Linked DNA regions of Mus musculus: all the other regions are linked to region 1. A link is a contact called in public Hi-C and HiChIP or PLAC-seq data. All regions are on one chromosome and are shown on one strand. The core of a region is the stretch at or near the end of the contact, and the rest is flanking DNA. Distances in the headings are between cores, read along the strand shown. Region 1 holds the start of Pbx3 (pre B cell leukemia homeobox 3). Region 2 has its middle 38 kb from the start of C230014O12Rik. Region 3 overlaps Pbx3 (pre B cell leukemia homeobox 3). Region 4 overlaps Mapkap1 (mitogen-activated protein kinase associated protein 1).

Region 1 (7,361 bases), core at 4,157-6,656:
TACTGGATATAATACAAGATCAATTTAAAATATATAGTAAATACAGAACCATTTAGACTCAGAAACAACAATTTTCATATTTCTTTGCTAAATGTTTACTTAATGACTGATCTGATTTTTATACATTGAAAATTAAAAGAATAACACAGCACTGTAACAATAAAAAAGGTAGCAAAATTTTACATGGAAGTCTTAAAAAAAAAAAAAGAGGCCAGAAAAAGATGCAAATGAAACACTAAAAATGTAGGGTGCAAATTAAATGGAAGGGTTAAACTAAGAGTACCTACCCTGTCCTCCTGAAAACTACTCACACTTTTAGCCATAAAGGTAAAAGGTTAAAACATTTCATATACTAAATGAGTATAAAACTCATTTATAAACTACATTCTTTCCTAGTTCTGATATCTAAAATTCCTATGACTTTCTCAAGATGGATTCTTTTAAAAGTACAGCATTTATAATAGTCATTTTCTTTTCTTGAAACATAAAAAATCCTTCAACCAGCCCAACCAGCCAAGCAGGCCTTTCTCTTCCCCTGCGGACACCTCCTGCAGTAGAGAAGTTCATTAAGTTTTATGATCTTCCCAAGTCAGTCCTGCTTATAAGCCTCACAAAGCCTACAAATCTGGCAAACCATCACGTCTGCCATTAGACATTACTAGTAAATGAACACTATTTAGGGTTTGTGGTGGCAATAAATCAGAGCTTGGTTGGCAGCTATCAACAATGTGTATTTTAACCTAGCATTGTAAAAGGAAAGGTTATGTTGATTTTTTTAATATACACAATTTTTTCACAATATCAGTATTTCGATCATATAATAAATTGCTATATTTGTACACATTAAAAATATTTTCCTTGAAAAAATGTTTCCTTTATTTTTGAAGGTATATTGTTTCACAAAGGAAACACTTCACAGACAAGATTAAAGTAGACACAAATAGTTCAGTGAGTATACCAACAGAAGTATGGGTCCTTACTTCATCAGAGATATTTAATAAGCAAAGGGTGGTAACATGATTTTGTTATCATCCTAAAGAAAACCGTAGCCCGTCAACTACGATCTTCCTTGCTTACATAGTTTAAAACAGACACATATCTCGATTTTAAAGTGTGTAACTTTAGTTGCCTCTAAAATGTATAAATGTCACAACTCAACAATGAAAAACCTTTCTGCCCCAAAATAACTGCACAATAAATTTTATAACAGAATATACTGTTTTTTAAAAAAACAATCATCTTATAGTAAAAGTATAGTTTCCTTACTTCTGAACAAGAAAATAATATAATTGTGGCAGATTGCCCATTTATCTGTCAAAGGGGGAAAAAATGCCTTTTCATATTTGGTAGGGAAGAAATAAAATGTTTTCCAAACTAAGTCCCTTGTGTGCATCAAAACTGGCAGTATTCACCGTCTGATCAGAAACCTCAAAATCTACCAGCAGTTCTACAAAGACATGATTTTTTTTTTTTAATGATTTTGTCTTATTTTAAAAGAAAACCAAAACTAAAATCACACTGTCCACTGACAGTGGCAGTTCCCACCCACCACCCCTTTAGTTCACAACTTGTCAGCCCCCTCCCTCCCCTTCACTATGCAGAATAGAGTCATCACATAATATTCCTGATTTATATTCACAAATGACTAGATGAACTTTCTGTGGGTAATTAATCCTTATGTATTATGATAATAGATTAATAAAATTATTTAAAGAGAAAGTATTAAGTAGCATACACATATTCCCTAACACTTATTTTCTAAGTTCATAATGTCTCTAAAGCAGGGCTGCAAAAGCAGGCAAGGGATAGGCCCTGGAATGTGCTGCCCAGCTTTCTCTGCTTTGGTAACACTAATGTCTACACAGCTGTTTTATTTCAAATTGAGGGCTGAGTCTAGCGATCCTGTCTCCTTCTAAGACTGGGTTTAGAGCATGAGGCAGAGCTATGGATAGTAGGGGAGAAAGGAGAAGAGAGAGAGAGCTTCACCCCATCAATCACTCAGTACTTAAATCCCATCCCTCTCGAGCTCAGAGAGGCAGGCAAGAGGATGCCTCTGCCCAGACAGCCGCCTTCACTGTCGGCTGCTGGCTTTTTATAAAAAAGATAACCTGCAAACTTAGGTCGCAGGTCAACGCACAAAAAGAGGATCTAATTTACAAGTTATCACTGAAAGCCCAAGAAACAATTTTCAAAACACAGAAATTTCTTTTGTCTGCTCTCTCCTGGTTGTTAAATAGCAATAGCCCTACCAAAGCTCTCTCTGACCATAATCCCAGACTCTGAAAAGACTTGTTTCTTTTCCTAACTCACCTTTGACATGTCGTTGACTACGCTTTCCTTTCAGAATGGTGTAACTAAGTCCTGTGCAAATAAGCAACTGGAAGACTAACACTTCTTAATTGAATTTCTCCTGCTGATAAGTGTTCAAACATGAAATGCTGTGTAGTTCTGTGTGGTTAGACCAAAACTATAAAGGGACAGAAAATAAATACAAATCATAAAGAAGGGTGTTCTTGCTAGAGAAGAGCATCAATTCCCTCTCTTTAGTAATATAGTGCCATATAAAATTGAATCAATCTTAATATTCACAACACAGTCAATATTCCAGTGCTTAGCTGTCAGCACGAACTGGAGTGGAGCCCTGATAGCAAGAAAACCCTTAGAAATTAAGCAACATAAATGTCCTAAGAGTATATACTTTTATTCACCCAAATTAAAGCCTTCAAGGTTCAATGCTGGACATCTTTATAGTTAGATTAAAATCATCTAACATCTTAAATCATAAGGTGCTCAAAAGGTGGTTAAAATCAATATATAATAAGTCAATAATTTAAAACGACTTGGTTTTCAAAATGTAAAGTGTATCACCAAAAAACAAAAAACAATCATTAAAAAAAATCATGGCATGAATGAAAAGCAAATAAGGTTATTTCTTTAAGCTCTCAATATTTACTAATAACTCTGGTTTAGCATACATACATTAAGAGAAAGCAATAAACCATCATCTTCCCTGGCTTACTTTTAGGAATATGAATAGTACCTGTTTAAATAGAGTATAACTTAACTTCCTGCCTAACAGTCCTAGGCAGTATATTATTATTTGTAAAATCAACTCAAAGACAGCCAAACATTGAAACATTAAAACAGCCTTAGTTGGAAAATGCAATATACTGGACTTGATTGTTTTTCTTCTTTGCCTCAATTTACAAAGGGGCAACTTTAAAAAGCAATACAACCCAACACATACAACCACAAATAAATCAATCAATGGTAAAGCTTGACTGATGGAGGGTTGTTTTTTTTTTTAACCATATACAGGAAAGATAACTAAACACAAACTAAAACATGTAAAACATATGTATATATATGCACTTTAGCTTTACCCTTAAGTCAAGAGTAAAAATACCTTAAATAGAAAAAGTCTGACAAGAAAGTTAAACTATAAGGAACTGTCAAAAATTTTCCCTACTCTGTATCAGCAATTTTCATTCTAGCACTTCTGCAAACCTATCCTACTCCTGCCCTGAACTTCAGAATGTTTGTTTCATCAGGATCTGTGGACATCTTTCTTTATACATTGAAGCTCAGTTTTACAAGTGTAGCAGTTGTAAGACGGAGGCTATAATAGAAGTACTAATAGGCATGATACATTGTATATGCCTAAGCACATGATTTTCCTTCCTGGATTCCTAAAAATCTTCCCACCTAAAGCACCAAGTCCAGGGTATTACTGAGGTGTGTTCGGTTGTGACTTCTACCAGTAGAACCGAAGCTTAAAACTGTCTAAGTAAAACAAAGTTCTAGTGACGCCTCTCCAGGGGAACCGGTCCCTGGCATCCAGTCTCCCACCGCTCCTTTTAAAAAATGCTACACAGGCAAAAAGAGATAGGAGAGGGCAACTAGCTAGAGCCCCCTCCCCGACTGAAACCAGGGACTACCTCCTAGGGAACTGCGACCCAGCTCCATTCTCATATACACTTCATTTAGTACCAAAGCAGAATTGAGAAATAGACTCCAGATTTATTGCAGGTTTGTTTTTTTTTTCTCAAGATCAGGAGGTGGGAAGCAAAGAATGATCAAAGATGGCGGTGCCCAAAAGCAGCAGCTCTCAACTGGAGAGTCGAAGGAGTAGATCTGACCCCACCTCGGGGGTCTCCAGGCCCACTGTGAGCAGCAGAGTCTTACCTGTTTTCTCTTTGATCTCACACAAGACGCTGAAGAGCGCCGGTTTCATTCTGTGACAGTTCAGAGCATGTTTCCTAAAAAACAAATAGCAAAACACAAAGGTATTAGCATCACCTATTGGAATAATATGGCGCCTTCCTTTAAGTTAGACCCAAGATTTAAAACCGGCCCCCAGTTTGGAAAAGCTCCTTTGAACCACGGGAAGTCAACAAAAACTCAAGTTTACTAGTTCGCAACTGGCGGCAAGCTCTAGCGGCTGAGAGCTCCAGCCCGATAGCAGCGTGACCCATCTGCTGGCTCGACAGAAGCCTCGGCGTACACAGGAGTGACCCGTGCATGAGGCTCCGCTCCGGGGGCCGCGGCGGGACCCAAGGGACCAGACCGGAGCGGAGGGAACCCCAACGCCCAAGCTCCACAAGAGGAGCGGGCGCAGCGGCCAGCGGGCGGCTAATAATCAGCGGGTGACAGCTCCGCAAAGTTTGCCAAGCGGCCCTCCCTCTAGAGAACTTGGCGCTCCCGCACAGGGTTGTGCGGGGAAGCAGCCGGTCACCCCGGACTGGGCCGAGGGGAGTGGGTGCCCGGAGTCTGGGCAGGCGGAGAAAGTTGCACTTCCCTGCGGTGCGGCCACGGACCCGGCTGGGACGCGGAGCGCGCTGGGGTCCGAGCGGGAGGTTTAAATCTGGGGAGGGGGGCGGGCAGCAGGGCACGGACGAAGCAATGATCGAGTTTGTCCCGAGCCCGGCGAGCAACTTTGCCCGCGCGATGGGGGACACAGCAAGTGCCCGGCGGGCGGAGAAAGTTCCCGCCCGCAACTGAGGCCCGGGTCCCGGGAGCCAGCCGGGACCCGAGCCCGGCTCCCGTACACACACAAAAGATGCTTAATGAGACGACACCAACTTTGCTTGCGCCTCGTCCAAGCTCTGGTCGGTGATGGTCATGATCTGGTGGAGGATGTCGCCGATGTCCTGCTTCCTGCCGTCGCCGTCCGCCCCTTCGTGGCCGTGAGGGGGAGGCGGCAGAGCCATACCCCCCTGGACCGAGTGGCCGGCCAGGTTCACCCCGGCCAGAGTCTGCAGCATCCTGGATTGATCGTCCATCCCGCCGCGCGCGGGCGGGAGCGGGCGGCGGCGGCGGAGGCGAAGGCTGAGGCGGCGGCGGCGGCAGCGGCGGCGGCGGCGAGGGAGGAGAAGAAAGAGGGGGAGGGGGAGGGGGAGGCGGCCGCGCGCTCCCCGCCCGCGCGGGAGGGGGCGGCCTGGCCCGGCGCGGCCCGCGACTGAGGGGACGCGGACCGGCGTCCGGCTCCGGCTTCCGCCGCGGAGGAGACTGAGGACAGCGGCGGGCGGAAGCGGCGCGCTCGCCGGCGGAGGCGGAGGCGGTGGTGCCCGCTGCCCTCACGCGGCCGCCGCGCTGCCTCCTCAGCGCCCCTCGCCGCGCCGGGCGGCCCCGCACAACTTGGTCCTCAGCGCCAGCCGAGTTGCCGGGACGCCGCGGCCGCCGCCGCCCGCGCCAGCCAGAACGGTCCCCTCCCTCAGCCGCCTGCCGCCGCCGCCGCCGCCTCAACCGGGCGGGATCGGAGCACCGGCGGCCCCGAGGGAGGGAGCGGCGGCGGCGGCGGCGGGCTGCGGAGGAGGAGGAGAAGGAGGCCGACGGGCGGGCCGCGGGGAGCGAGAGGGGCGGAGGAGGAAAGTTTGGGAGCGGGCGGGCCGGCGCGGCGGGGACACGGAGCCCGGTGGAGGGCCCCGGCGGGCCGCACGCCGGGCGGACAGCAGATTGATGAGGCGGGAGAACTCGCCGCCGCCACCTCCGGTGCCGCGCACCCAGTCAGCAGCCGCTGTGGACCGGGCTCGAAGGCCGCTCGGCTGAGGGATTGACAGGCTGCCAGTGCCACTCACTCACTGCGGCCCCGGCGCCCGCGGGGGGAGGGGCAGGGAGAGCTGAAGGGCGGGGGAGCGCCCCGGATGCCCCGCCTCCGGAGGCGGAGCCTTCTCTCATTGGGCTTTGCGCCTCCCGCCGCCGCCACTGGCCCCGCCCCTAGAACGCAGCCCGTCCCCTCTGGCCTCTGCTGTGGGGTGCCTGAGAGCCAGCCCGGGAGCCTTATGGGCTACTCGCGCCGGCACTCCACAGATGGTCGGTCAGTCCAGCCAGCAAAGTGTTGTCCCCGGATCCTGCTCCTTCCCTATTATTAGCAGTTGGGGACTTAGAGGTGTTATATAGGACCGAATAAAGTGTACCCGTAGCCGACAGCGTGGTCCCCCATTGCATGAGATGAGCTTCACGCCTCGGACAGTGCCTGGGATACTTTCCCGCTCTTCATATCAAGAGGTGGTACCCTCTGGGCACAAGGCCTCAAGCACAGGGCCAATCGCATTGCGCTCAGCGCCGAACGAGGCGGGACAGAGCCAAGAAAGGGTTGTCCCAATTGGAGCGTTCGAAAGTCCTGGGCTGAGACCGGGAAAAGGGTCTAAAAGCCCTGCCCGTCCCACGGTCGCTATGGTAACCCGAACTCAGCACAAGGAGTTAGCGCTGGCAGTAGGGCCTTGCGCTGTCTGTCCCTCAAGGAGTGACCAGTTAGAATGGGAGCCTGTGGTTTCGCATGGACAGAGCTCTTCTCTGAAAAGCTAGCAAATGGAAAGGTCACAGAAACATGTCACCTGGAGAGAGTGAAATCCAGGACTATTTTCTAAGCTAACTGCGCTTTGCACACTCGACGAGTCCTGGAGATCCGGGGACTACCCTGGCAGGTGTGCGGAACCTGCGGAGAGCGAGACAATAGTCTTACAGACAAGTTTGTTTAGAAATGGACTGGACTGACAAATTGACCCCTTCGGCTGTAGTCAACTTCACCTAACAGATTTACATACCTGTAACACCTCTTCATCCATTATACTTCTGCCCAAGAGAGACTAAAGACTTAAACGGTGTTGGAATCCGCACCTACACCTCCGGTGGAGTCTTGAGGCTGATCTTGTCCTCATCTCTCAGGCTGAGGATTCAACATGATCTCATTTTAAACCCATGGAGATGACCCTAGGTTAAGTGTTTAACTGGTGGCTCTTACCTCTAAACGTTCCTTTCTCAGACTCAATAAGCGATCTTACCTGAAACTAAAAATAGAGGTGTGAGGAGATGAAAAATGGCTGTTACTCTGCAGGGTTGAATGTAGGACAAGCAGTTCT
Region 2 (7,553 bases), core at 3,339-5,838, 230 kb before region 1:
GAGACTAGACAGTGAAACTGTGTATCTAACCAAGTGTTCAGAGAATCCAGCAGACACCACCTGAGGCAGCCTGCTGGAGTTCCCCTGGAGTGAGTCCCAGTGGAGGATTCCCCCTGCTTCTCTTTACAAAGCTAGCATCTGTTGGAAATGGTTCATCTTCTAGCTGCCCCAAGGATGCAATGTCTTAGCACCTTTCTTACCTCTCCCCATTACAGAGCCAGGTGGCTGGGAGATCAGGTTCTGAGTGAGATGAGGATTTAGCAATGCAGTGTCCACTGCACCCCTCAAGTTCTTGCACCCTCCCCAACCTTGTCTTAAGTGGATTAATGACTCAAGAGGACAGAAGAGGAGAATGGGGGGGGCGGGCTACTGCCTCAAGACACCTCTTGAAGGGGTTACTCTCTTCCTAATGCCCTCTCAGCCTGTTTATGCACACACCATGTATGTGCAGGCATGTTACCCTCCCCCCTTCCCAATTAAAGGGAAATAAAGGAAAAGAGAGAAAACTCTAGGCTCTAAGCTGAAAGGAAAGAGGGCAGGCTGGTGAGGTCCTAGGGTTCCACTTTTCCAGGCAGCATACTTGCTCCCAGGTACCAGGACACTGACAACCATCGCTCATGCTGTCCTTCCCCAGAAGTGCTGCCCTCAGTCTAGGTGCCCTCGACCATTGAGTGACTGTTATCAGCAAGGTCCATAGGCCAGGCCCATAGGAGGTGGCACAGGTACCACTCAGGCACCAGGACCCTCTCTTGGCTTCATTTCTAGCTGCCTTACTCAAGAAGGTACTCCATGATTGGGAACTTACCCCTCTGTAGCTGAATACAGGGTACTTGGAGCTGTGGGTTATGGGGCCCAAGGTGACACTGAACCAAAGGTCCCACAGAGCCCACAAGAGCTCTGAGCCAAGAGAATGTAAGGGTATCATATCAAAAGTGGAACCTTGGGGATTGAGGAGATGGCTCTGCCAGTACAGCCCTTGTCACGCAAGCACAAGGACCTGAGTTCAATTCCCAGAACCTATATAAAAAGTCAGCTTGGTGGCATATGTCTGTAATTCCAGTGCCAGGAGGCAGAAAAAGGCAGATTCCTGGTGCTCACTGGTCAGCAGCCTAGCTAACTTGGCAAGATCTAGGCCCATGGGTGACCCTGTCTCAAAAATCATAGTAGATGAAACCTGAAAACACCCAAAGTTGACCTCTGACCTACACGCATGTGCACACACATTCACATACACAAAATAGAATCTTTGGCCAGGTAATTTCCTAGTGGTGTCCATGGATTCAAAGGCCACTCCAAGGTCACTGTGTCCCTTCTCAAATGTATCACTGGAAGGGGCAGAATTGACGGATGAAGTATGCTCAGCCTGTCAACCTGTCTGAACAGTGTGACCTCATCAGTAGGAGGGGCCCAGTGGACATCCCTGAAGCTCCCTGATACCCCCTCCCCAGCATCTAAAAAAGCCAAAACAAACAAACAAACAAACAAACAAACAATGTGGTCAGCACTCAGGAAATTGAAACAAAAAATTAAGTGCTAGCCCAGCCTGGTTTATATAGTGAGACTTGTTTTAATTTTTTTCATAATTAATCTTAATGGAAAAGATAAAGATTATTGTAGCCTATAAGACTTGAAAGAAATAGAGATTGTCAATTTTATCACAGCCCATTTCTTGGGAGAGCTTGTGACAGTCATGGGGCTCTGTGTGTGTGTGTGTGTGTGTGTGTGTGTGTGTTCTATACATAAGGGCCCTGCACATGATGCTAGCCTCTGGGTGCTATGCTGCCTAATACTACAGGAGGCAGGCCAGGCCAGTGGGGTCCACAGGAACCCCAAGGCTCAGAGGCAGCTCCTGTCTCCTGTCACAGCTCTGTCCCCTGCTACAGCTAGCAAATTGCATCAGACCATCCTTGGTCTTAACTGCAGGAAGGATGGAGAAAGGACAGACTGTCTTTCTGGATACAGTGTAACAGTTCACTACAAATGGAAACATTCCATTTTAGATGGAGGAGACTCCAAGGACTTGGAAATAAAGAAAATCACAAGGCTCCGAAGCTGGGAACTAACAAGAGTCATATGGCCCCTACCCTAGATATAGGTAATAGCAGTTTCTGGAGAGACTCATGGGTGGGCAGAACATGGTTGTCCACAGAGCTCTGGGGACACAGCTTCTGAGAGTCACCACCCAGGTTAGGGCATACTTTTCAGTGGTTCAGCTTACCTTTGAGTCACCGTGTTCCTGTAAATGACCCAGTGAACTTGCTGGCTTACTAGTCTAGACTGGGTAGAGTCATTCTTCTGGTCTGTCATTGTTCTGTCTGGGAAAGTAGATGTCTGCTCATGTCTCCCCTAAGAAAAGTCACACAACAGTACCTCAGCCCAAGGGCCATCATTTGAGACAGTGCCCTCATGGGTCTGGTCACGTAGGACCTGCCATCACTCAGGGTCCATGGCTCTGGTGATCTGGGCACAATGCTATCTTTCATTGTTTGGAAGGTGCACAGTTTTGGGGGGAGGAGAGTTGGAGAGTTGGGTGAGACAGTCTCACTCTGGCCCAGGTTGGTCTATAACTCATGATCCTTCTGCTTCATCTTCCCAAGCAATACCTCCTAATGGAGCCTGTGGCTTCCACCTACCAAGCTGGAGTTTAATGAACTGTTGTCAGGTACATCCTCTGTGCAGACAGACAAAGACACTCCAAACAGCCTGGCAACAACACCTGGAAGCAACAGCCAAAAGCATCGCTGACACCTGGAAGCAACACCTGGCATCACTAGTTTAGAACGGGATCAGGACCCAGACCTCCAGGGAACAGGAGAACCTATTGTCAGCTACTTCCTCCTGCATACCCAGGAAGTACTTCTACACATCTACCCCCACTGCCTCATACTGCAGGTGTCAGCTGTTTCAATTCCCAGAGAGGAGGGATTTAATTCCTCTCCCTGAAAGCCCAACACAAGGTCTGTGGAACAGTTCTGGGTTCCCTACCTGGGAACCCCTTCTCATCCCATCAGTGGAGAGGTTGGGTGACCTCATAACCACGCTCCCCTCCCCACCTGGAGAAGCTAACCCTTCCCATTTCCGTTTTATGATCAGCCAAAGATTTCCCTGGTGTTGCCAAGAACTGATTTTCAGAAATAAGTATGTAAATCCTTTGTAAATGTATGCTAATTGCTTATTTTTAATTATAATGTAAATAAGTAATTACTGAATAATTTTAAAGTATTTACATGGGGGTGTGTGATTTAGACACTAACTTGTTATAAGATATAAAAACTATGAATTATACAGTAATTATGGCCCAATTTACATGCTAAGGCCAAACACAATTACGTAAGCAAGAGAAATGTAAACAATCAGGTGGTTCTGCGGTAGTTGGAGGGTAATAAGTAAGCCGCTCTCCCCCCACAGCCGAGAGTGCTAGTGTGGCTGTGTGCTCCTCAGCGCAGGGGGCATCAGGAAACAGAAGCCACCTTTAAGAGGGGAAAATGAAGTCATAAAATAAAGAGAAAAGAAGGGCCAGGGTGTGGCTCAATGGCTGAGCCCTCCCCCCACATGTGCACAGACGGCCCTAGGTTCCATTCCCAGAACAGCAAGAGAAGCCACTGAACCTTGCCTGGGTGAGCTTGGTGTTCAGAGGAAGGCCAAGCCTCAGAATATGGTCCTGTGGCCCTGTGGCTCTGTGGCCCTGTGGCCCTGTGGCCTGTGGCCCTGTGGCCTGTGACCCTGTGGCCCCGTGGCCCTGTGGCTCTGTGGCTCTGTGGCCCTGTGGCCCTGTGGCCCTGTGGCCCTGTGGCCCTGTGGCCTGTGGCCTGTGGCCTGTGGCTCTGTGGCCCTGTGGCTCTGTGGCCCTGTGGCCTGTGACCCTGTGGCCCTGTGGCCCTGTGGCCCTGTGGCCTGTGGCCCTGTGGCCTGTGCAGAGCAGCGTTGGTGACCCCTCCTGTTTCACACGTATTTTACTAGGCTTACAGTGCTGTGCCTTAAGTCCAAGCCCTCCTTTTCTCTCTGCCTCGCTTGTCTATGAGACCTGTCAAGTCACATTTGAAGTTTCTGCCTCTTCCTTCAGGAAGCCTTGTGGGTTGTTCTGCCCAGCCCCAGAGGTCTGGCCGTGTGCATACATACCTCTAATCACTAAAGCCACCATAGTGAGTGTGTGTTTGGCTCTAATGCCAGCCCCTTCCTTCCCCACTAGCCGGGGAATCCCTTAGGGTCAAACCCCAAGCCTCCCTTTCCATCATTGGCCCAGTGATGTCAGAGGCACTGTGGAGCCCAAGCACAGCAGGCTCACTGAAAGCAAGAGCCTGAGTGTGGTGCCCCCAGGTCAGTCCAAGGTATGGCCTCTCCTGGAGAAAGGAGCCTCTTTCTGATGGCTGACTCTGCAGGAGAAGCCCGTGACTTTTGTTTTTTGTTCTCTGAGGCCTACTGGTGACTGAGAGCCAGTTGAGGAAGGGAGGATACAACCTTCCCTGTGTGGCCTTGGGGCCTTCTCTCTGAACTTATTCAGGTATTGGGCATCTTCTCTGACACAGCTCCCAGCCAAGGCCTCACCCTGTAGGTGGGTGTTTGCTCTTGGGCTGCTGGAAGAAGGCCAAGGAAAGGGACATCTACCCTGCTGCAATCTTTTTGGAGCAATCAATGGGCCTATGTCTCTACCCTGAGAGGTCCCCAGGAGTGTGACACTGCCTCTGTCACCACCAGTTGTCACACAATTTAGAGCCCCCAGAGACAGGCAAATCTATGTACAGAGTCTCCCTCATCTTTTCCTTTTTCCCAAAGGCCTTGCTGGTCATTTAGCATGGCCAATAGCTACGACTTAAGGGAGCCAGCATGGGACCCAAAGGATGGAGGGTCCTGCTGACCGGCCTCAGGCCTGCAGTTCCACAGAGGAGGTCATCTCAGCCATCCCCCTGCATCGGAAGCAATGATTCAGGGCTCAGTCAGTCATGTGAAGCCTTTCTTCTCTAATCGTAATGAATTAAAATGCTGCTATCTGTTCCTGGTGATTTCAGCCTTGTGTCCTAGACCTGCTCTGCCCCAGTCCCTAGGCAGAGGTAGGTTCAGTCAGCACCAGCAAGCTTCAGAAGTTGCAAAACTTGGGCTCTTGGACTTAATTCCAGCTCTCTAGTCTAGGATCTGGGTCCCCTACACTTCAAATGAAAAAGGTCTTGGCAGTGTCCAACTCAGCTACTATGACTGGGGAGGAAGCCAGTGGCTGGCACTGAGAGTCCTTGGCAAGGAGCAGAGCCACAGACATGATAATGCCAGGACCTCGACCCCTCACACAGCTATTTTGCAGCCCAGGAAATCCCGCAGTCCCCTGGGTCATATTTCTTTTATGGCCATTGCTGGGTGCTATTCATTTTATTACACTTTTGCTGTTATTCTCGTCGTTGGCGCATAAGCAATGCGGTCAATTCCCTTTTACGTGCCCCGGCATTTCAGATTCATCGCCAGCCGGCGTGGCGCTGAGTGGTTACACGGTAGAGTGTTTGGCTAATAAAATACATAAAGCAGAGATAGGAAAATCAATGCCTTTGTTAATAATGCTTTGCCATCTTTCATGCAGGCTCAGGGAGGGGCTGCCCACCAAGCCGGCGCCAGAGACCCTCAAGGGACGTACGTCTGCCCTGGGCACTGGGCGCCAGCTGGCCCTGTTGCCTGAGCCTTTCACCCAAGGGGACAGCAGCCAGCCGAGGAGGCCCGGGCAGGCACCTCCAGACCTCCCATTCCCTTACAGTGTGATTCAGGTTCTAAAGTCTGGCTGCTGAACTCCATAGGACCCAAGGAACTGGCTGTGAAGATGGGGATATAATGACGCTGAAAGGTGTCTGAGTAGACAGAGGTCAGACATGTAGGAAAATGGAGGCATCTTTGGCAGTGCTCACCTGTGTCGTTTCCCAAGACTTCAATGCAGCCTTGTTCTGAACTCACCAACACACCGCCATAGCGCGAAACACAAAAGCATCACTCTCTTGACTTGGACTCAAGACTGACTATTGCATCTACTTTTTCATAACATTCATTTACTTATATTTGGAGGTGGGTGGGTGAGAGGGTCAGGGTGTGCATGTGCAGGTCAGAGGGCCACCTGAAGGAGCCCATTTTCTCCTTCTACCATATGGGATCTGGTGATCAAACTTACCTTCTGAGCCAGCTCGCTGACCCTAGAGGCTCTCGAATGGTATGATCTGCAGTGTTTCTGCTGTCTAAAGTTTTCTCACAGAAGTGGAATGGTTTAATTAAGGAAAACAATGACTCTTAATACTTTCTACCTTCGTTCCTCAGCATGTGTCAGCTGACATCTTTGGACTGTACTGTGTTAGGATGTTTGATTTTTAAACACTCTTTAACTTTCCTATTTACAAAACTGCCTATTGATTTTTGGCTCAGGAACAGGACAGGATTTCCCACAATTACTGAAACAGCCCTAAACGTACTTCTGACACGTTCATGCTATGTGCTTATGCAAAGTTATGTTCTCAGCACCGACGATGATCAAATCAAAGTATTGATCAGCTTTGAAAACCGTTGAACATACTGCTTTTCCTGCAGTGTCAGATCTTCAGCCAACATTTAATTCTTCATGGCAAACATAAACAGGCATGTGCATCTCATTACAATGCAAATTTATGTTTAATAGAACTTTAATAAGTGATAAAATTATATTTATACCAAGGAATTGTTTTTAAAATAAACCTCTCTGTGACTTGTTGGTGATAGATGCGAGAGTCACATACCTCCCTTAAGTTCCTTTATACCGAGGATCATGTTACGTTCCTCAGCTGTAAAGAGATTGTGGTACAGAAGTTCAAAAGGAGCCTTGCTCTAGAGGAGCCACTGTAGCATTCTGACCTCCGTTTCCTTATCTATAAAGTGAAACCAATCAAATCCTCCCTCCCTTTGAGAGCTGTTGTCTGGGTCCCTAGAGAAAGCCATGCAATCTGAGCAGCCAATTTGGGCAACTAGTACAGGCCCCAGGTTGTAGGCTCTACGTCCTAATATGAGACATTTGTTCCCAGATCTGGGGACCAGCATCTGTCAGAGACAGCTGTCCTTCCTGGTGCATCTTTGGTTCCCAGGCTTGCTCACCTTCCTGCATGGTATGTGGAGAAAACCCCGATCCCTTGTCCGGAAGCTTTGGGGCTCCCATTCCAGGCCCAATCCTCTCAGCTCAGCAGCATCTCAGCTATTTTTCCCCAGCCCTGCCTTGCCCTGCCCTTCATTCTGTGGTCCTGCAGGTCCCTCCTCCATCACATCCACTCCCACGCTCCCCCTCCCACCCCTTCTTCACCTGGTGGAGCTTGCACAGAACCCACGTCACCCTGAAGGCTTCCCGGAATCTGCTAAGCTCCTATTCTCTGCTTAGCTCCTTTTTGTAGGACTGGTCAGCCATCACAGGTCTCATTTCTGCCTCAGAAGATGCTGGAGAGGCTGGCATTTGGAGCTAGGCTGCTCTGTTCTAGACAGCACACATGGCATCTGGCTGTATCCTTCTGCAAGGTTTCCGTGCCCACTTCCAAGATGGAGACATTGAGGGAAGGCCTGGCCTCAGGGAG
Region 3 (7,038 bases), core at 1,404-3,903, 180 kb before region 1:
GTGATTTTTGGATTTCAAGTTTTCTTTGAAATTACTGAATTGCTTTATATTCTGAGTTGATCTTATCAGGTGCTCACAAATGTAGAGCTGCTATCACAAGACTATTTTGTATTGCCCGTAAAACCTTCTGTCTTAAAGTATTTTGAATCTGGCATTGCTTTCTGCTGGTTATTGCTTGCCTGCTATTATTTTTGAGGTTACTACTCTTGTTTCTCCCATATTCTTATATTTTAAGTATATCTCTTAAAGAATACATAATTTTCCTCTTATATCCTATTTGACAATGTTTTTTGTTTATTTAGACTATGATTATTGACATACTTAGGAATCCCATAATCCCAAAAGTATTTCTAATCTGTTTCACTTACTCTGTATCTCTTTCCCCCTTTTATCACTCTTTAGATTAGTTTTTACTCTATATCTCCTTGGCATTTATTTGAAAATTGCATAGCCCTTTAGCACCCTTAAAGCTACTAAAGATTTCACAGTCTTGACCACTCAAGAGTAACATTAAATAGCACTTTGCTAGTTGGTATTTTCCCTGAAAATGCAAGAGCCTTAGAATATTCCCTTTCATCACTTACAAGGTATTATCATATATTTAAATTCTGTGCATACTATAAACAAGGTAGGACATTAGTATTCTTATGTAATAGATTGATTCAAACCCACCCAGCCACCCTCTGCTTACCATATTCTACAGCTTCCATGCTGTCTCAAATATTTTACTTCTCTATGAAGATTTGCGCGCGCGTGCGCACATACACACACACACACACACACACACACACACACACACACACACACTCACTCACTCACATAGAGAGAGAAACATATACATATTTTTAAAGATACAGTCAGACAAATTCTTTCAATTTTTCATAAAAACATCTTTATTTGACTTATATCAAAAGGCACTTTGGCAGGTAAGGAATTCTCAGCTGACATTTGCTTTAAATTCATCTCTTTGATGATGTTGATCCTCTGTGTCACAACTTTATTATTCAGTTAAGCTAGTGGACAGTATAAGTGTTGCTTCTATAGCACACTCTTATTTTCGCTCTGAATACCTTAGTTTTGACTATTTAGCATGGATTACTATTTATTTATTCTGTGTGGAAACTACAGCTCTTCATAAATTTGGGGCTTGGAATCTGCCATAAGATTTGCAAAGCATTCATTTATTACATTTAAATTGATATGCAGTGTTGGTGCTAGAATTATTTTTCACAAATCTAATCATGCATCTCTTCAGAATACCTCTCCTTATTCTATGGGATAGCACTTAATATTATGTAAGATTATATATATATATAGCCTAATAATTATAATATAATTATATAATATATAATAATATAATTATAATTATGTTATATAATATCTTATACAATTGCTCATATAACAATTATATGAACTATATTAATATGGTTCATACCACATATGTGTTCTTGCATGTGTGCATATATGGACATATATGTAGCTCTCTTTTCCTGATTAGAATGTTAGCTCCATAAAGGCAGGATCCCTAAGGCATTCATGATATAACACTGCCCAATGACTATGAAGTTGCTAGTTGGATGCTATTAGGTTAACAGACACAAGTAAGATATCTAAACCACTCTGCCTCATCATAAGTGTAGGCCCTCCCCAGGCAGGCTCTATTTTGACTTTCTAATACCTATCATCTTAAGCCACTTACTCAGCAAATGTTTCATGCCTGGGTTGGATGCTGTTAGGCATTAAGAATATAGCACTGTATAGGGCAACCACTTCTATCCAACATGAAGTTTACCATCTCCAAGTGAACAGTACTCAATAGTTCAACCCTTAGAATTATGCTAAGAGCTGTGGAGGAAAAGGGAGCTATGAGAATCTGCAAGGGAGGGCATAAACTGGCTATCAAGGAAAGCTAGCTCTGTAGGAGCAGAAATTAGCACACCGTTTTCCATGGTTCTTGTGGGTAGAGACCTCCACAGAGAAACACAAACATACTTGCTACTTAACACTTTCTGACTCTGACAATTACTTATAGGTGGTTTTCACATATTTTCTCACGGAGGCACCCATAAACCTATTTCTAGCCCAATCTTACCTATGAGCAAAGCAGGTAGAGGTACAAAGACTCACTCAAGATCACAAAGATAACAAAACAGGAAAGATTAGAGTCCAGGCTGGTCTGAGACTTTGGAGTCAGCCACCTTGATTCCTAGAACATTATGCAGGATAAAACTAGCTGTGGCTACCTGACAGACCAGCCTTCAGCTGATGGATTTTTCTTTGCTTAGAAAGCCTTTCCTTGCTAGTTTCCCTCTGTGGACATCTTACCCAAACATCTCCAGGTTCTACATATCTTTCTACAGGGCCCTTCCTGGTGCTATCAGCAGGAGGTAAGTAAGCATCTCATCACATTATGTGTAGGCAGAGCTGATAGGTGAGTTAGGACAGAAAAGCAGCCAATAGGAAAGAAAAAGGCAGTCAAGGGCACCTTTGGAGAAGGCTTCCAGGAGGGAGCATCACAGAATTATAGAGAGAAAAGCCAGGGGGTCTGGGCATGCATCCTGCACTGATCTGGCTCTTTGCCCTTGGGCTACACCATCTATTTTCTAATCACTCCTTCCCCTTGCTCTCCACCCTGCTGTGGGCCCTGAGGCTGCCCTCTGCCTCGGGCTTGCCAATTGCTGCAGGCTGGAAAGAGATGAGAGAAAGAGGAAAAGGAGGCCATGGTATCTACTCCCCTGGCACCCTGCCTCTTCTCAGCTCGTTACAGGTTTCTCCTGTAACATCCTCCTGAGGTTCTGGCAACTCTTCCTGAATCTCTCGCAGTGAAGAGGCGGCAAAGGCAACAGAACCAACTGCCAACATTGTCCGTTGTTTCCCTACACTCTGCCCACAGTTTTATAAATAGTCACTTTATTAAAATTGTCTCACATTTTTCTATTTTGAGCATGCCATCTGTTTTCTGCTGGGACCCTGACTTGCAGATTAGCCTACTGCCCTGACAAGCCTCACAGAAGTGAGGCACTAGAAAGGTGAGATGCAGTGATGAGAGACAGGATGCAAAGGGACTGGAGGGAATACACATTTACACAGAAGAAAGGGGCTGGGTACAGTAAAGGAGGGAAAGCTGAAAGTCCCACATTCAGATGGGGACTTCCTTTAGGATAGGGACATTCAAAACCACTTAGGTCTACCATGGGAATAGATTAAGTCCCCCTGTTCTTAGATCTGAGAATCACAAAAGGAGTGGTAGAGATTCCATCAGAAAAGCCCAGGCTGAAACATGCACACTTGACATTCCTGGATCGGGCCTAAGAGCAGGCTAAGCACTGCCCCATGGTCGGCACCCCTTTCCCAGATCAAGTAGGTGTTCCTGGTCTGCACTAGGTGTTACTGCCCACTCAAAGCACTCTCATATTTTTACACCTGACTCTTTTATTATACATTGTTTAATGACAGCTTCATCTCCACGAGGATACAAAATAGGAGCTTTTAGAATAGAAGGTCTGTCACCTTTTAAAACAGTGTGAAAGAACCTCTATAACACAATAGCAGCCATTTTCCTCCAAGCTGTTTCTGGTCTATCTATGGTACACTTACAGCCGCAAACCATTTCTGCTGGTGTCTGCTGCCAAAGCAACTGAAAAGGCCTTTATGGACAGCTGAAACAGATATGGTAATTTGATAGTCATCTTTTTTCTCCCCTGCTTTAATAATTACTTTAACGGGCTTCTTCTTGTTTTTAATAGATTTTTTTAATAAGGAAATCTTACTTACAAATTTTAATTAGCTTACTCAATATTCACTGCTTTGGAGTAAGTAGTTTAATGAGTAAGAGACCTCAGACTACTAACTAGCCCAGCTTCTTCACAGCAGCTTAGGGGAAGGATGCAGCCCTCCCGAGAGCCTAGTCTGTACACACCAGCCAGACTCCTGCCTGGACGCCTGGGATACAGGAACCATACTGCCAGTGGCAGGGAAAAAAAGTAACAATCCACTTTCTTTCTCTGTATTGAGCGTCTCTACCCCAGTTCCACTACTCACAAAGGCCTGAAATAGTCCTTGTCAAATCATTCTCTGAACCTTAGATTCCTTATCTGGAAGGAACAGGTCAATGTTGTTTGTGCTGGACTGTTAACAGACAGGTCCTGTGCACCAACTTTAAAGGCTTTGGAATGTTGGTTAAGAACATGAATGAAGAAATGAATCTAATGTCACTTAACTTCTACTATTTCTGGTTCTCTTCTGCTTTAAAAAAATCAATTTTTTCATTACAGTACTTTTCAGTATGGCAGCAGTGACGTATAAGTTAACATTTTTCATTCTAAAAACACCTAACTGAAAAGATAGGTTCAAAATCAGAATCAGGAGAACAATGGAGACTTTGTGTCTTAGAAACTTGAATAATCCATGCAAGTTAGCTCTACTCCAAAAGTAAAAGAATATTAATATCCGCTCTACTAATTAAGAAAATGTGACAACTTAAGTATGAGTCTCGGTGCACGTGAAATTTGCAATAACAGCTTTGAGACTCTTCAGGTTACTGTGTGAAAGGGAACTTCAGCTTCTCAGTTGAACTGAGCCTCAGAACAGAGACTTGATTCTGGTCCAGCTGAATTCTCCACTGAGGACTTGCATTTACAGCAGGCTACCATGTATTAATGGCAGGCTGCTATGGCTTTCATCTCCACTCTCCTACCCACTTATGTTTTTACATATGAGCTTTGAGAGCTACAGCACAGACACTTAATATGTTCAAGAAGAAATTCTTACTTTTTTCTCTGAAACGTCTCTCCTAAATCTTTCCCTATTGTTCTTAACAACAACTCTATACCCGAGATTCTCAGGATAAAATGTCATCCATACTGACTTCCTCTCACCTCCTGTCAGAAGCCCTGTTGTCTGTACTTTCACAGTGAATCCAGACCAGTTCATCACCTCTGCACTGACACCCCGGCCTAAGCCACTATCATCTTCTGCCTGCATTGCTACGGCTGGTGTCAGCTTCTCCTCACCCCCATGATCTGTTTTCAATCAGTCACCATGGCAATCCTGTTAGAACACAGGTAATTCTGTTGCTCCTGCTTATCACCTGACTTGGTGTAAAAGCTGCAGCCTTCCCCACTGCCCAGCAGCCATCTGGACACGTGGCCTCTTTAGTAGCTTCCTTTAAGCAGGCTGCTTCCACCTGAGGTTTCCCCTGCTATGTCCTCTGCTAAAGAGTTCCTCACCAACTGAACATATAGTGTCCATGTCTCCAACTCTACCAAGTTCTTTTCTTTCCTTCACCTAGTAAGCAGAACATCTCCTAAACCCATGTTCTCCCTCCTTAATTTTTCTCCATAGCATCTATCATTTTCTAACTTGCTATCCTTCCTTCATTTACCTCTTGTTATATTTTCCCACAAAATCTTATGTAATCTCAAGAGCAGGTTTGTTGTCATAATGCATGTTAACTTGGGTGATGTGAAAAATACTCATAGAGAAAGAAGCACACATTCTAGGTATGGAGCATGATGGATTTTGATAACATGAACACAGCCAGGAACCCTACACTCAAAACGGAAGTCCTTCCCCAGTTACTCATTACTCCCTCAAAGGCAACTGCCGCCCTCACTTCCAGCACCTAAGGGTAACATGGCCTGTTTCTGAGTCTGTTACAAATGGAATTATGAGTCTGTAGCATTATGGAGATACACAGAGCTATAGTGAATTTTTAGTGCCGAATTCAGTTATGCATAAATAAATCACACCATTCCAGACATTCGCACTGTCTTGGCTGTAGGACTACCACTGCCACAGATATTCTACTATGAATCTTGTGGCAAATATCCATACATATTTCTATTAGGTAAGGCTAAGAACCAATTGAACACTGATAAAGATTCCTACTGTGTAGACCACGCTGGCCTCTAACACAGAGAGATCCACCTGTCTCTGCTTCTTGAGTGCTAGGACTAGGAGTGTACACCATCAAACCTAGTTTTCTTAACATTGTAGGTTTACAATGAATGATACTTAAGTCAGTCCCTGTAAACTCACAGTTCAAATGCAAACATGCATTAATCCTGCTGAAATGCTTTGGACATTCCTTCCTGACCCCTCTTCTCACTCTTCCTTTGGTCAGTCTCCTTGTTGTATTTGACCATGTGTCTCTACCCCTGACGTCACTGAGGATGGCCATGCACTATGTATGATCTGCAATTTGCATTTTCACTTGATGTGATATTTCTAGGCCACGCTGGAATTAACATACACTAAAATCCATCCTTCCATGGCTGTAAGGTGTGCCATTATGGGAATCCACTGTTTATTCATCTTTTTAGGAAAGTGGACAACTGTACTTTAAATTTTCAGATAGTGTAGTGTTACCAACAATACTCTTGCACTGCTTCAATATACCTTTTAGGTGAGAGGATTTCCAGGGCATTTTCATATAGATGTGAAACTGTGGGTTGACTGACCTGGGCATTTCTTACATGAATACAATGACCTGACCCCTGGCAGGAAACAGCCCCCACCCCCACCCCCACTGCTGCTGCACACAGGCTTAGAACCCTGGGCATGGTTGAGTTGACTTTTTGCCAGTCTATGAAGTGTAAAATGTTGCTTCTCTGTAGTTTTTCAACTACACTCCCCAGATAGCTGCTGAGAACGGGGATGCTTTCATCTGACTGACCCTTGGATACTTTATGGCATCACTGAGGTCTTTTCCCCACTTTTTAAATTGGTCGTCTCTGGGCAGACGTGGAGATTGCACTGCTTCTTCTTTACTAAGTTACAGGAATTCCTCGTATAATGTGATTGCACATGTGGGTTGCCATGCCTGGCTCCTATTATTCTTAAGTATTAAAATATTTGGTTCCAGGACAGCCAGGGCTATACATAGAAACCCTGTCTCGGAAAAAAAAAAAAAAAAAAACCCAAAAAAACCCAACCAAACCAAACCAAAAAAAAAAAGTATTAAAATATTTGAAGTAATAAAATTTCAGTTTTATATGCATGATCAAAAATTATATTGTTAGGATAGGTGTGGTGACT
Region 4 (7,377 bases), core at 1,903-4,402, 240 kb after region 1:
CAGCATCATGCTTGACTGTGTGCTTTCTTTGCTAAGAGTAACCTTGGTCATGGTGTCTCTTCACAGCAGTAAACAGTGATAAAGGCACCATTGCATACAAGGCCCAGGGTTTAAGTCTCAGCTCAGGAGAAAAGCAAATCTAGGAAAGGAGCCTTGAAAGGCCCAAACTGATCCACAGCTCAGTCAGCCATCTCGGAAGCGTGGGTACCCACAGTGAAACGTCACTCAGAGTGTACAGATTTGGACATGGTGACACATGCCTGTAACCCCAGTACTCAGGAGGCTGGGGCAGGAAGATGACAAGTTTGGGACCAATCTAAGCTAGACCCTGTCTCAGAAGACAAGCACGGAAGCAGGAAAACAGCTTTAAAAATATGCCCAAAGGTCGGGAAAGATGACTCAGCGGTTAAGAGTGCTGACTGCTCTTCCAGAGGTCCTGAGTTCAATTCCCAGCAACCACATAGCAACTCACAACCATCTGTAATGGGATTTGATGCCCTCTTCTGGTGTGACTGAAAACAGTGTCAGTGTGCCCACATACTTGAAATAAATAAATCTTTTTTAAAAGAAATTGTTCAAAGGGGTTAGAGAGCAGACTCAGCAGTTAAGAGCCTGCTGCTCTTACAAAGAACCTGAGTAGATTCCCAGAGCCTATGTCAACAAGTGGATAACCTTCAGGAGTGCTACCTACTCCCAGGGGACCTGATGGCTCTGACCTCTACAGACACCTGCTCTCAGGTGCGCATACCCAAAGACAGATATACACACCCATAATTTAGAATAAGGTAAATTTTTTTAAAAAATACATTCAAAAACTTAAAATGAAGAGAAATTTATACTCCCAAAGAAGAAATGTAAGCTAGGAAAAAGAACCAAATGAAAATTCTCCAGTTGAGAAGTAATTCTTCTGTCAAAACTTTCATTGTCTGAATTTATTAATGGAAGAAATAAGGAAGATAAGAAATTATTAGGTGGGGCTAGAGAGATGGCTCAGCAATTAAGAGCACTGACTACTCTTCCTAAGGTCCTGAGTTCAATTCCCAGCAACCACATGGTGACTCACAACCATCTGTAATGGGATTTGATGCCCTCTTCTGGTGTGTCTGGAAACAGCTACAGTGTACTCATATAAATAAAATAAATCTTAAAAGAAATAAAGAGAAATTATTAGGGTGCAGGTTATCTATTACCATATTAACAAGTTAAACATATAACAAGTTAAGTGTGGTTTAAGGCACACTTATATTTATTATTTTCTAGGTGGGTGGGTAGGGAGCCCAGCACAGCTCAGATACATCTTCTGGCTCAGGTCTTTTTTGAAGCTATAGTCAGGGTGTCAGTCAGGTGGGAAGTCTCAGCCCTCAGGAGGTCAAATTTGAGGCCTCCCTGGGCTACATTGTAAGATTCTGTCCAAAACAGGAGTAGGAAGAGAAGGAAGGGAAAAGGGATGTCATAAAATCTTCTTTAAGGCTGAAGAGATAACTCAGCGGTTAAGAGCACTGACTGTTCTTCCGAAGGTCCTGAGTTCAAATCCCAGCAACCACATGGTGGCTCACAACCATCTGTAATGAGATCTGATGCTCTCTTCTGGTGCATCTTAGCTGCAGTGTACTTAGATATAATAATAAATAAATCTAAAAAAAAAAAAAGAAAGAAAGAAAAAACTAAACTTCAAAAAAAAATCTGCTTTAAGTTCACTGAATGGTCTCTGGCAGAAATGCTTTTAGTTCTATGTCACCTGGCTATCACAATAGAAAAACTAACTAGATGATGGTGGGCTGCATTAAAGAGAATGCTAGCAAGGAACCCTAGCCTCTTATGAGCTAACTCAGAATGCCATCTCCACAGTATTCTGTATTCCTGTTTATTAGAAGCAAGCCACAAGGCCATCTCATAAACAGCAAGGGGTTACATAAAGCCATGAGAATCAGGCGAGAGCATCATCAGGGGATAGTTCAGAGTCCGCCTGCCATGGTGAGTGAGCCATAAGACAGCAATAGAAATGGCTCAGACTGCAGCCAGTGCTGAGAGCAGAGCCAGCAGCCCCAGCATATTCTCCAGCAGCTCTGTAGCTGCAGTCTCAGGGAACAAAGAGCTGCTCAGCATCTGACTTAAAATATCAGACTACTAACCTTGGAAGCCTAGCAAGGGCTAAGCAGGATAAATACAAAGAAAACTACATCAAGTCACATCATAATCAAATTGCTGAGACCCAGTGATAAAGAGAAAAGTTTGAAAGCACCGTAAGAAAGCGGCTGTGCACATCGAAGAACCATGATAGGAATGATCGCCGACATCCCGTCAGAACCAATGCCAGCCAAAAGACAAAGAAGTGGCGGCTCTAACACACTGAAGTAATATCTACCCAGAGTCTGCATTTTCCCAAGTGGTCCTCAGCTGAGGGTAAAGTAAACTAAAGACATTGCAGACAGCCAGAAAGTGAAGTTTGTCACCACCAAACCAGTGCAAGAAGTGCTGAAGGCTGGGGAGAGAAAACGCGAGGCAGAACCCAGCTCTCCCCAGGGGAGAAGCCTCAAGCTGCTGCCCGTGCCTGGCACCTGCATAGAATGAGCCAACTGGAGGGAGGGAGCAAGGCCTTGGGCTGGGGTGGGCAGTGGGAGGGCAGGCTGAGATAAACAGTTTTTAGGGTGATGGTTTGAATTCATGTTGGGAACAATAATTTAACTGGTAGTTAGGTGAATTATCTCCCCAAAGGGAAAACCTTCATCCTTTCTTGCTACATCCCCTTAAAAGTTGGCCAAGTGTACTTCACTATTATATATTAAATTTTGTGAAAAAAAGTGAAACATTTTTCTGTGTTCCGATGTATCTATAATATATTTTTAATTTTTCCACAAATCCTGAAATATCTGCCCTCTGGTTCTTCATAGAAAAAGCTTATTTGTCTCAAAAGATGAAAGTATAAAGACAAAGGGACCCTTTCATCTATCAAGCAAGTGCTGTGAGTTCCCACATGTCTCCTAACTTGTAGCAACTCTGGGATGTGTCTACATGCTATAGAGCCCTAGGTTTGTTGGACTTTATCTTGTGGTGACAAATAGTTCATTCTGGAAGTGAGTGGCCTGGGGCTACACAGAAGTAGGAACAAAGGTTCTGTCCTGCTTGTGCTACTGACTCAGCTAAGGACTTCCCATGGAAGTCTCGTGACTCAGCCTAGTGTAGCGGTTCCCAGCCTGTGAGTCACACCCCTTTGGCAAACCGTTATCCTCAAAAATATTTATATTACAACTCATAACAGTAGCAAAATTATAGTTATGAAGTAGCAGCAAAAATAATGTTATGGTCAGGGATCACTACAACGTGAGGAGCTATATTAAAGGGCCACAGCATTAGGAAGGTTGAGACCCACTGTTCTAGGGAGTGATTTTCTAACAAATTTCGACCATGCTTGGGTGCCTAGATTTTCCTCTAAATCTTGTTAAATGCAGGAAGTTAGCACAGAAGAGAAAGTAAGTAGTTAAATAATAAAGAGGAGGATGGGGAGACCTGCCAGGAGTTGATCACAGAATAAAGTCAAATTGACAAGTAGAGAAAGCAGGAGACAGCCCAGTGTGGTAACTCAGGTATGGGGACCAGCACCCAGAAGGCAGGGACAGGAGGAGCAGGAACTCAGTGCCATCTTTGACTACACAGTGAATTAGAGGCCAGTCTGGGCTCCATGAGTCTCCCCAAAATCCAAGGGAGGGTGGGGCCTAAGGCAAGGCACAGAAGTATAAAACCGTTTTGTTCCAAGCTTGGAGCCTTGTATGGACTTGAGGAAACCATGCTGTTCCGAGTTTCCACATAGGAGCGTGATAAAGTAATCCTTCCAGGCAGGCAAAGGGCTTATGGGGAAGAGTGGATGGTTGCATGTGCACCTGCACCATAGAGGCAAGCTCCAGACCCATGGAGAGACCCTGGTTCAGGGGAATATGACAGTGAACAAGCAAGGCACCTGGTATCCTCTGCCTCCACATCAAGTATGGACATAGACGCACATAAGCGCACACACACATATACACAAGCACACACACATACACATGCACACTTTTTTTAAGTGTGTAACTTCTCATTTCCTCTTACTGGAGAAAAAGTACATAATATGGGATTTTAATGCTTAAAATAGAAAGGAGTATTGAAAGTGTAAACACGGGCTGGTGAGATGGCTCAGCTGGTAAGAGCACCCGACTGCTCTTCCAAAGGTCCTGAGTTCAAATCCCAGCAACCACATGGTGGCTCACAACCATCCGTAATGAGATCTGACTCCCTCTTCTGGTGCGTCTGAAGACAGCTACAGTGTACTTACATATAATAAATAAATAAATCTTTAAAAAAAAAAAAAAAGAAAGTGTAAACACAAGGAGAATCATTCAAAGTGCTCCTAAACTATTACTTGTTTTGATGTTGTTGTTTCTTTTTGTGTTACTGGGGATTAAACACAGAGCCTTATGCTCTCTAGGCAACTTTATCACCATTCTTAGTTCATTTCCTGAAGTCCCTGGAGACAGCCATTGCACCAAGGAAAAGCACTTGTCCAGCTGTTTTGAGTTGCTAGCTGAACTAGCCATTTATTCCATGGGACATATTTTCATTTGAAGGAACAACTAACAAACTGATTCTCCAACCCTGAAGCTTTGGCAAATTACTTGATTTTCTTAAAAGCAAGTAAGTGAACCTGTTAGTTTAGATAGAAAGAAGCTGCCAGGTCTGTCCCAGTAATGAAAGTCAAACTGCCTCAGATCAGAATTCTAATTTTTGAAAACTTGTATCTGTCTCTGAGAACTTGGCTTCTCACTGTTTCAAGAATTTTCTAACACAGTGGTACTAAAATATGACTTCCATAATACTGTAAAGGAACATGCTTCAGTATTGGGAGTCCACACAGTACAATGAACCAATATTTTTCAAATGATGAGATGTTATAAACCCAGGCAAGGTGGACATACACCTAGAGAATTCTCTGTCAGCATACCCCAGAGGAACCTGTACACCCATACTTACCTGTGCACAACAGCCAGGATGCCCATTGCACGGGAACCCAAAAAGGAAATATAGACTATACACAGTAGGATTTCATGCAGCTGTAAAGAATGGAATTGTGACATTTATAGGAAAGGAGATGGAAATGGTAATTATTACATTAAACCAAATAAGCCACACTCAAACAGACATTCCATTTATTCTCTCCCATATGCAAATTCTGGGTTTATTTTTATATATGTATATACACACAAAGACATGACTGAAGGCCATGAAACTAGAAAGCAAGACTTAAGGACTGATGGGCTCTTAAGGGAGGAGCAGGGGGAAATACTGGGAAAAAAGTACATTATATGGGAGGAACACATGACATGAAGGCAGAAAGAGGGCCATGGGGTGGGGGGGCAGAGAGGAGCAGGAGCAGGTGGCAATGGGAGCATGGGAAAGTCAACAAAATCTAACTACATATGAAGATCCCATAGTGGACCCATTACATTGTGCCAGTTTTAAAGAGTGCTAACGTTTAGGGGTGGGTTTGTTTGTTTGTTTGTTCTTAAGACAAGGAAGAAGATTTATTCAAAGCCCAAGACCAACCAAGAGGGGTTCTGTTATTGTTTGGTTGGCTCATTGATTGGCTGGTTTGAAACAGGATCTTACTGTGTAGCACTGACTAGTTAGAGGTATATACCACATCTGGCCTCCAACCAGTGGATTTTAATGTAACAGTACAGAAAGCTCACTAATGAGATTTTACATACAATTATATACTACAATTCTGCTTTAAGGAAAGGAAAGGAAAGGAAAGGAAAGGAAAGGAAAGGAAAGGAAAGGAAAGGAAAGGAAAGGAAAGGAAAGGAAAGAAGGGAAAAAGGGAAAAAGGGAAAGGGAAAAGAAAAGGGGAAAGGGAAAAAGGGAAAGGAAAGGAGAGGGAGAGGGAGGAGAGGGGGAGAGGGAGAGAGGAGAGGATCCACAGGCCTGAGTTCAATTCCCAGCAACCACGTGGTAGCTCACAACCATCTGTAATAGGATCCTATGCTCTTTTTCTGGTGTGTGTGAAAACAGCTATAGTGTACTCGTATAAATAAAAATAGATGAACCTTTAAAAAACAAAGCCACTATATTGGAGGCTTTATTGGTGTAAACATAAGAGAATCTTTACAAAGAGCATCAATGAACTATGCTGCTTGAACCATACATAGGTCAGATGCACTGTAGAGTGCCCTCCTGACATTCATGAGGTCTTGGTTCAATGTGCAACATATTATATACTCAAATGACAATGGCCTAATGTCACCCAATATAAATAATTTAAATAATAGAAGTAAAATAATTTTTTATGTATATAAGTACACTGTCACTGACACACCAGAAGAGGGCATTATACCCCATTACAGATAGTTGTGAGCCACCATGTGGTTGCTGGGAATTGAACTCAGGGCCTCTGGAAGAGCAGCCAGTGCTCTTAACCACTGAGCCATCTCACCAGCCCTAAAATAATGTTTTTTTAAAACCATGTTTAGTAAACTTTGGGTGATATAAGAGCTTTTCAATTAAAAAAATACCTATGTTAACTTGTGGGCTTATATTTTTAATGAATAAATTTATTTAAAGTTTTCCAGTTTTAGCTTCTAGCATAATAAAAATTAATAGCTGTAATCAAAATAAGCTAAAACTCCAGGTTCCTAAGTAATGTTTAAGAGTGTAAAAACTTGCCGGGCGTGGTGGTGCACGCCTTTGATCCCAGCACCTGAGAGGCAAAGGTAGGTGAATTTCTGAGTTCGAGGCCAGCCAGAGCTACACAGAGAAACCCTGTCACAAAAAAAAAAAAAAAAAAAAAAAAAAAAGAAAAGAAAAGAAAAGAAAAGAAAAGAAAAAAAAAAAGAGTGTAAAAACTTCCTGGAACCAAAAGGTTTGCGAACTGGAATTTATGATCTTGAATATTTGAAACCCATATTCAAATTTTTTTGGAGTTGAAGGCTGGCACCAGGACACAAATTATTAGGGGCACTAAGGAGGGAGGTGACAGATTCACACCTGGTGTCACTGCTGCCATTTGGACAGATTTGAGACATAGTCTTGCTCTGTAGCCCAGACTGGCCTCAAACTGCAGACAGTCCTCCTGCCTCCTGGGTGCTGGGATTGCAGATGGTTTTAAAAGGACAATTCTACAGGTAGATGCTTGGACCTAGAGAAGATCTGAGCAGTGAGGACCAGTTAGGACCTGGGTAGGGCTAGACATGGGAGAACCTTTGGCCTTGGCTTGGTGTGTAGCAACACCTCCCATTGTACTAGAGGACTTTCACTTGACGGAAAGATAGCGTTTGTATATTACTTTGCATTTTCTTCTAAGTTCATAATTTATTATCCAAATTAAATATTGCGTCATGCGCTGACTTT

Evidence for each region. Hi-C and Micro-C count contacts between places; a contact is called where the count stands out from the background. HiChIP or PLAC-seq counts read pairs in DNA pulled down with a chosen protein or histone mark.
Region 2: a contact with region 1 is called in a Hi-C map of liver, with 1.9 times the contacts expected there. The contact joins the enhancer-like site here to the promoter of Pbx3 in region 1. A contact is called at or near these places in 3 of 39 promoter capture datasets (the 3T3-L1 cell line and liver), 3 of 484 Hi-C or Micro-C datasets (liver, nephron progenitors and rod photoreceptor) and 5 of 115 datasets of contacts at active chromatin or transcription factors (embryonic forebrain, embryonic midbrain, embryonic stem cells and 1 more).
Region 3: a contact with region 1 is called in an H3K27ac HiChIP or PLAC-seq map of VIP interneurons, with 4 times the contacts expected there. The contact joins the enhancer-like site here to the promoter of Pbx3 in region 1. A contact is called at or near these places in 1 of 39 promoter capture datasets (hippocampal neurons), 1 of 484 Hi-C or Micro-C datasets (myocytes), 8 of 115 datasets of contacts at active chromatin or transcription factors (the SCID.adh cell line, VIP interneurons, embryonic forebrain and 5 more) and 1 of 9 other capture datasets (pancreatic islet).
Region 4: a contact with region 1 is called in an HNF4G HiChIP or PLAC-seq map of pancreatic cancer cells. The contact joins the enhancer-like site here to the promoter of Pbx3 in region 1. A contact is called at or near these places in 4 of 39 promoter capture datasets (embryonic stem cells, hippocampal neurons and liver), 2 of 484 Hi-C or Micro-C datasets (the N1E-115 cell line and gonadal supporting cells), 18 of 115 datasets of contacts at active chromatin or transcription factors (astrocytes, bone marrow-derived macrophages, cardiomyocytes and 11 more) and 2 of 9 other capture datasets (adipose tissue and embryonic tail).

What each region holds. Positions count from the first base shown.
Region 1 is chr2:34,366,639-34,373,999 of GRCm38.p6, forward strand. It overlaps Pbx3 (pre B cell leukemia homeobox 3), which reads right to left and starts at 5,407. Exons shown (of 9, transcript NM_016768.2): 1 at 5,083-5,407; 2 at 4,186-4,259. The coding sequence starts at 5,282.
Region 2 is chr2:34,142,048-34,149,600 of GRCm38.p6, forward strand. No RefSeq gene overlaps it. Among named protein-coding and RNA genes, the nearest start is that of C230014O12Rik, 38 kb to the left of the region's middle. Within about 2 kb of position 4,589, at least 6 of the 459 cell types and tissues checked have an H3K27ac peak or open chromatin away from gene starts, as enhancers often do. A contact at or near this core is called in liver, where this site is marked.
Region 3 is chr2:34,190,733-34,197,770 of GRCm38.p6, forward strand. All of the region lies in intron 5 of Pbx3 (pre B cell leukemia homeobox 3), which reads right to left. Among named protein-coding and RNA genes, the nearest start is that of C230014O12Rik, 87 kb to the left of the region's middle. Within about 2 kb of position 2,654, at least 15 of the 459 cell types and tissues checked have an H3K27ac peak or open chromatin away from gene starts, as enhancers often do. A contact at or near this core is called in VIP interneurons and forebrain, where this site is marked.
Region 4 is chr2:34,606,564-34,613,940 of GRCm38.p6, forward strand. The region is part of intron 10 of Mapkap1 (mitogen-activated protein kinase associated protein 1); the gene reads left to right. Among named protein-coding and RNA genes, the nearest start is that of Gm34372, 29 kb to the right of the region's middle. Within about 2 kb of position 3,153, at least 48 of the 459 cell types and tissues checked have an H3K27ac peak or open chromatin away from gene starts, as enhancers often do. A contact at or near this core is called in bone marrow-derived macrophages and pancreatic cancer cells, where this site is marked.